Regions from separate parts of the Mus musculus genome. Here region 1 is linked to region 2. A link is a contact called in public Hi-C data. All regions are on one chromosome and are shown on one strand. Each heading gives the region's core, a stretch centred on a gene start, on an enhancer-like site or on the middle of the called end of the contact. The rest is flanking DNA. Distances are from core to core; before and after follow the strand shown.

What was found. Hi-C and Micro-C count contacts between places; a contact is called where the count stands out from the background.
Region 1: a contact with region 2 is called in a Hi-C map of liver, with 2.8 times the contacts expected there. The contact joins the enhancer-like site here to the promoter of 1700119H24Rik in region 2. A contact is called at or near these places in 2 of 39 promoter capture datasets (the C10 cell line and liver), 4 of 15 datasets of contacts at CTCF or cohesin (the NIH/3T3 cell line, embryonic stem cells and stem cell-derived epiblast-like cells), 48 of 484 Hi-C or Micro-C datasets (the AML12 cell line, B cells, the C2C12 cell line and 24 more), 11 of 115 datasets of contacts at active chromatin or transcription factors (the HPC-7 cell line, the NIH/3T3 cell line, a colorectal cancer cell line and 8 more) and 2 of 9 other capture datasets (adipose tissue and liver).

What each region holds. Positions count from the first base shown.
Region 1 is chr16:34,970,790-34,974,267 of GRCm38.p6, reverse strand. Mylk (myosin, light polypeptide kinase) reads right to left here. Exons shown (of 32, transcript NM_139300.3): 23 at 2,994-3,026; 24 at 2,801-2,894; 25 at 2,246-2,449. Among named protein-coding and RNA genes, the nearest start is that of E130310I04Rik, 14 kb to the right of the region's middle. Within about 2 kb of position 1,652, at least 8 of the 459 cell types and tissues checked have an H3K27ac peak or open chromatin away from gene starts, as enhancers often do. A contact at or near this core is called in liver, where this site is marked.
Region 2 is chr16:34,937,283-34,940,598 of GRCm38.p6, reverse strand. It overlaps 1700119H24Rik (RIKEN cDNA 1700119H24 gene), which reads left to right and starts at 1,270. Exons shown (of 3, transcript NR_040536.2): 1 at 1,270-1,431. Mylk (myosin, light polypeptide kinase) reads right to left here. Exons shown (of 32, transcript NM_139300.3): 18 at 1,587-1,673.

The sequences.
Region 1 (3,478 bases), core at 403-2,902, 33 kb before region 2:
GAGAAGCCCAAGCCCAGGCAGTAGCCAGAAGGGCCCTTGCTCCTGTACGACTGGGGCCTGTCCAGAAACCAAAAGTCAGACAGGCTGCAGACGTATTCTTCCTTATTTCCTACATATCTGAGGCTGGGACTCTGGAATACATTTAATTTCTCTCAACTGGCCTGCTGACCGTCAACCTTTTCTTTGCTTGTGGCTATATGTTGGACTAGGTTGGAAGGGAAGAGCCCTGGTTCAGTTCCTATCACAGGGCAATCTTAATCCTCACCTCAATAGAGGCCGATCTGGCATCTATGCTTGTGAGACTCGCTCTGTCCGTGGGGGAGGAGTGGGGTGTGGGGATGGAAGCCAGACCAGCTGAAACCTCCTTACATTTCTCTGCCTTTTTTCCACCCAGCTTGCCAAGTCCCAATTCCAAGCTAAGTATGGTATTCTGCCCACTGGTGCTGCAGACTGCCCTTACCCAGGTTTGCCTGCCTCCTGCCACCCCTCCGCCCCTCTGCTGTGAACTTGCCTAAGGTTTAACTTCTAAAGATAAGACTTTTCTCCATGTCCTCACGTACCCACACTGTACAAACTAAGCAATCCACTCTAAAACAAATAGGAATTCTCAGTCCACAAAGACTTGGAGAGCCGTGACAGAGTCACAGGCAGGGAGGTAATATTCCTAAAAGTGGGTGGTGGTGAACCTGACCAAAAAATACTGATGAAGATATTCTCTGAGTCGTTTATGATTCTAAGGAAAGTAGAATTCTACAGCCAAGTGGGAGCCTTGATATTATTTAATCTAAATACCCTTTGGCTGGTAGGACCTAACAATTAAAAATAAAAAATCTCATTTCAGTAGTCAGAGAGCTTGAAGGCTGGCTTTCTGAGAATTAGAAAGGACTTGATCCACAGCAGCTACGTAGATGCTAAAATGCTCCAGGGCTACTTTTAAGTGGAAAACAAACCAGAATACAGGGAAAAGTCAACCCATCACTCTTTTAATAGCAGTCTATGGCCGAGCACTGAGCCTCACAGAACAATTCTACCTAATCCCACAGCATCCACTGTGTGTGTGTGAGAGAGAAGAGAGAGAGAGAGAGAGAGAGAGAGAGAGAGAGACAGAGAGAGAGAGAGAGACAGAGAGACAGAGAGAAGAGAGAGAGAGAGAGAGAGAGACAGAGAGAGAGAGAGAGACAGAGAGACAGAGAGAGAGAGAGAGAGAGGGAGAGAGAGAGAGAACAGGCTGTTCACAGTGAAACTAAGGATTGTCAGAGCTGATTAACTTATTCAAGGTCACATCATGTGGGGTGCGGCTGGGATCTGCGTAAGGTTAACTGACTCTGATCTGCACTTTCAACCGTTTTTGTCTGTCCCAAGAGCGCTTTCTGAGAGGAACATGCCTAATGTCACTGTGAGGGGGGGTGAGAAGAGGCAGCCATCGGGCCTGGCCCCTCCTGCGCAAGAGCGCCAGCCAGAGTAGAAAGCTTCTCTTCTCCAAAGAACTGATTCTGAAGCTCAGGATGTGCAGCCTGAGGATACCTTGAAAATCCTCAAATGAACGTGCCCTTTCACCTTGTGAACTTTCATTTCTGGGACGGAGGCCATGGGTGTGCACAGGCGTCATGGAAAATACACATGCACAAGGTGGCAAGCAATGCTCGCAAAAGCGAAAGAGGCATGAAACCACCCGGTCTCTTATCAAACGCAGATGGCTCAAATGCACACCGTGGTGTATGTAACCTGAGGTCCCTCGGAGTTCAGAGGACCCAAGGCTTGTGATATCAGCTTACTGAAAACTACCCAGTGCTGGACACTGAGTTCAAGGCACACATTGTGATAAATTCCAGGACAGTAAAAATGCAGATGTTATATCTCTGCTTGCATTTTTATAAAGAACTTTGGAAGAATATAAGAAACGCCCCCCCCCCCCCCCATGATTTGCCTCTAGTAGTGTAGAAACAGGAAAGATGAATGAATGGATGGGAGTAAGACCATTTTCTGTTTTCTTATCATTTTTAGTGTGAATTTATATGTTAAAAAGATAAGATTAGACAAGAAGTCAGGAGGACAGTGGGTACAGGGGTCCCAAGGCTAGCAGACTGCTGCTCAGTGGGTCAGGGCCAGTTCTGGTTCCCACTGATCAGCCATGGTCCTGGTGACAGTGAGTATCTTGCCCATCACACCTTGTGTGGCAGAGGTGGCTGGGTTGGGACAGTGGGAAGGACACAGGAAGAGGTTCTCAGACTACGGTGCCACTCACATCTCCAGAACCATGACAATGTTGGCCTTTTCTTCGAAGGCATCCACACACTGGACCAGCTTGGGGTGGTGGAGGCAGTTCATGATGCTGATCTCCTGACGGATGTTGTCTTTCTCCTTGGCGGAATAGGCCTTGAAAAATTTCCCTGCCCAGATTTTTCCAGTTTTCTTTTCCACAAGTCGGAAGACTTGTCCAAACTTCCCACTGTCAATGAAACAGAGAAGGAGAGCCAAGCTGAGCTACTTTGGACCCTGTGCAAGGGATGCTAAAGACTTGATTCAAACCCCGTCCTTCCGTTTGGTGCTGTGCTGTGAGCAGAGACATAGGGGGCCTCACCTAAGGCTCCTACAGAGCTGGGTCTGTACAGAGCCACAGGAGCAGCTCCAGAGAAGGCCCCTGGTGAGGCATGAGCCTGTGAGTCATTCCCTCCCCATCTGGAGACTCTTGGTTTTGGAAGAAGCGGTGTCTGAGAGAACACAGGAAGAGGTGCTGGGATGAACTGCGGGTCCTGTACCTGTACCCTGGGGCCCAGAGGCAGTTATAAACTCCACTTACGATCCTAGTCGCTCTTCAATGTCATACACATCAGACACTTTCTGTTCAGTGTTAACAGTCACCGTCCGGTAATCAACCTCAGGTTCCTTTTCGTCTGTGGGGCACAGGTCAGGGTGGGTGTGAGCCATGAGATTCCCCCTTCCCAGCCCCTTCATCCCAAGATCCTGTCCCAAAGACAGCCGGCCTCACTCACCATCATCGGACACTTCCACTTCATCCTTTGGCTCTGGAGGAGACAAGGAGGTTCAGAAAGAACATGGTGATTAGTACTGAAGGCTACCCAGAGCAAGGCATGATGGGGGCTTCCCCAGGTCCCAGAGCACCTGACTCACACAGACATCCCCTGAAGTGGGCCAGTTCTGACTGGAAAAGGAGCCAGATACATATTGGCAAGCTCTGGTCTCCTCAGCCCAGCCTCCTGACTCCTCCACCATGTCTGACCTTCAAACTCTCCTCTTACCAGTGACTGCCAGCCATTTATTTCCTCATGAACCTTTCTTGTAGTCCTTGGGTACTTCAGAACCAACATACAACAGTGACACTCGCACTAGCTTTCAAGTTCATGGCTTGAAAAGTCATCAACCTATAATTACTTCCATTGTTAAATCTGCTTATACACTCGGTGAATATTTGTTATGGTATTCTAGCAGTATAGCAAGCATCTTGCCAGCGATGCGG
Region 2 (3,316 bases), core at 21-2,520:
GTTTTCCAAGGACTCTGCTCTGCGGGGCAAAGTGCCCAGAGCTGGTCTGCTTTGTCTCCCAGCCTCATGGCACTTGTTTTTCTCCCACAGTTCTGCTCTGACCCTGCCTCACCTTCCTTGGGACCGCACAGACCTAAAGGATGTTCCAGACCTGAAGACGGGAGGTGGCTGGACCTCTGTCCCTGTCAGGTGAGCAGCCTCATCACTGAGCAAGTCACAACATCTCCCCTCTCATGGTCTCCCATAGGTAGCACAGCAAGGCCCAGGCAACAGTTCTGGAGAGTAACACTACTAACTCACTCCTCCTGGGTCCCTACGGCTGTGCCTGGGCTCTTAACAGCTTATTAAAGTCTGCTCTGAGCAGTCGTGGCTCCTTTGCTGTCTGAGTGGGTCTCACTTTGTGTAAACATCTAGGAGAAATTATAAATCCACTTTGGCTACCCCTCCATGAAGGCTGAGGACTTCTGACCTCAGGCTGATGAGCTGTGTTCCAAGAGTTCAGCACCAGCAAGGCAAAAGCACTGCTTTTACAAAGAAAAGAATAAAGCAGCCATAAACCACTGTCTGATAACTAAAGGGAAGCGCTCTTCCGAACAGTGAGACCCATCACTGTCCTCCACTAGCAGAAGCGAGAGCTTCTCTTCTGATGTTGATGTTGTTGTTTAGTTGGTTTTTCTTAATCTTACTTTTTTTGAGTCTCACTCTGAATCTCAGATTAGCGTAGAACTCACTATGTAGCCGAGGCTGGCCTCCCCTTAGCTTCTCAAATATTGGGATTGCAAGCGTGCCTCACGCCTGGCTTTCTGTTAAAAAAAGTTTATTTTAAAACTTAGAGTGTTCTGGGGATGTCCAAGCAACTCTGTGCCCTATAAAAACTGGGAATGTCAGAAAGTAGTTCGGCTAATAAAATCGCACTAGTAATTACAGCAGAAGGCAGGGCTGTATTACGGCCTTTGAGAGCTTTAGGTGTCTATCTATTATATAATTTTATTTGATAGGTATTATAGTTTGATTATGTAGGCTATATTTTATAACTGCTCCATGGAGCTCCCCAGAGCGCAGTGAGGAGCTCTGTGTGGCATAGCTGTGAGGGAGCACAGCAGAACATGGAGAGAGGTGGCAGTCAGGGTGCACAGGGGACAGCACCTGTGCATACACAATAGATGAGAGGCTCACTTGTGGGAGTCTGTGGGCACTGAGGACCTTTGGACATTCCCGATGATGTCATAAGGGCAGAGTAACAATTTAGGAAGGCTCCCTTGACAGGACAGAATCAACTTAAAGAAGAAGGACAGTCCCCACAGGGGTTTAAGTGCCAACCGAAAGTGACGTGGGAGGTGGAAAGGGCTGTGGTCAGGAAGATGAAGACCACGGGTAACATACGCAGGCTGTGGATGGGGTGAAGAGAGACTGGCAGGGGTTTGAGGAAAGGTAATTTGGCTTAGTAGTCAGGGGGACATAGGGCACTCAGGGAGATGGGCAGAAGCTTGTCCCCAAGGAGTTCAGGACAGAGCTGGTGACCAGGAAGCTGGGACTCTGCCACCACTCCTGCCTTTGTATGGTAAAGCCCAGCGCGCAGCACTTACTCTCTGTTCCTAGCACAGGGGGAAGAGAGCTCTTGGGTCTCCGGGATTTCATCTCCGGGGCCTTGGTGTTCTCACTGGTCTGAGCATCTGGAACAAAAAAAAGGAACACAAACATCAGTGAGTGGCTATCTGAGGAGCTGAGTAGGGGAGGCCCTCAGTCAGAACCCTACCTTGACCCTAGCTGGCCCACCCACCCCTACGTTCCACCCAGAGGCCCTCTGTGCCCGCCAAGTGGCGCCTGCAGTGGGCCCTTCCTCCAGGGGAGTACCAAAGAAGGAGAGCCTGCTGGATGGACCTGATAAATCAGGTGGCTAGAACAGTCGCTGGCAGGATGGATGGCCAGGCCAGGGAGCTAGTGACTGCTCCCAACTGCAGCCCCAGACACTGCCAGGACTAAGGCCACTTAGCAGGGCCTAGGCTCTCAATTCCCTTTGCCCACACTGGGCTTTGATTCTCTCCTTTAAATGTTCTACATTCCAAAGGCTCTCTGCAAAGGTAAAGGCCTCACACAGAGGGAGGAGAAGACTGGGCCCTCTGGACCTCTGGACTCATGGACTGAACGGTGTTTATGGCCTTAGATTTCTAAGGCTTGCCTTTGCACTGGGTCAGGCCTAGCCAATTGAGGGCTTCAGAGTCAGCCACTGGCATAGTCTCTCTGAGACGGAGGCTGGGACTCAGTCAGGGGCTTTTGGGGTACCTCCTCAAGGCAGGCCTATGAATTCCTGCAGTGGCCACTGCTTGATGCTGGCAGCAAGTTCCTTCTTCCATGTTACAGTAGAGCTCAGAAAATGCTGGGGGTGGGTACAATACTAGGGGGGTGGTCTCTTGTGGATAAAGGAGAATGGCACTGCAGGCTGGGTGGAACTGAACAGAAAACCCCTGAGTACCAATGAGACTGGACTTTCAACTGGGGGAGGGTCTCTTGTGGACAAAGGAGAATGGCACTGCAGGCTGGGTGGAACTGAACAGAAAACCCCTGAGTACCAATGAGACTGGACTTTCAAACGTTGTGGGAAAACCACTCAGGACTTAGATAAGAAGCTGCTGGCTGAATGACAATCACCGGGCAGTGTTTTTACTACTCTTTGGGGGAGAGGATGGAAGGCACCTCCCCCTAAGCCCCTTCCTGTCCTCATCCTTCATTTCCGCTCTGGAGGAGGAAGTTCAGAGGGAGGAGGGGATTTTCCAGCCAGGGCTCTGGCCACATTCCTGTGGCTTGGCTGAGGAAGGGCTAACAGACTGTCCTTGCTTCCAGGATGGGCAGCCTCAGCTGGTCTTGGCTAGACTGGGCTCCCTGTGAGGAGTGGTACTGCACCCATCAATGGCAGGGGTTGGAGACATGCACTTTACCCGCTTCCCTGGTTACACTTATTCTAGATGACATCTGTGCTCTGTCCACAGGGCCCCTTCTACTTAAGTCTTATTTTTGAAGCTTGTCACCAGCTAGGCTTCCTCCAGGATATCCCTGTACTCTTTATGAGCTGGGTAATCCATGGACAGAGACTGCTGTGGGCACAGCTGGCTCAGCTGGGTGGCAGCTGAGGAATATTAAGGTCAATTCCCTGTTGAAGATGACCCAAAGCCACACACACACACACACACACACAGATACACGCACACACACACACACAGATACACACACACACACAGATACACAGACACACACACACAGATACACACACACAGACACACAGACACACACACAGACACACACACGCAGATACACACAC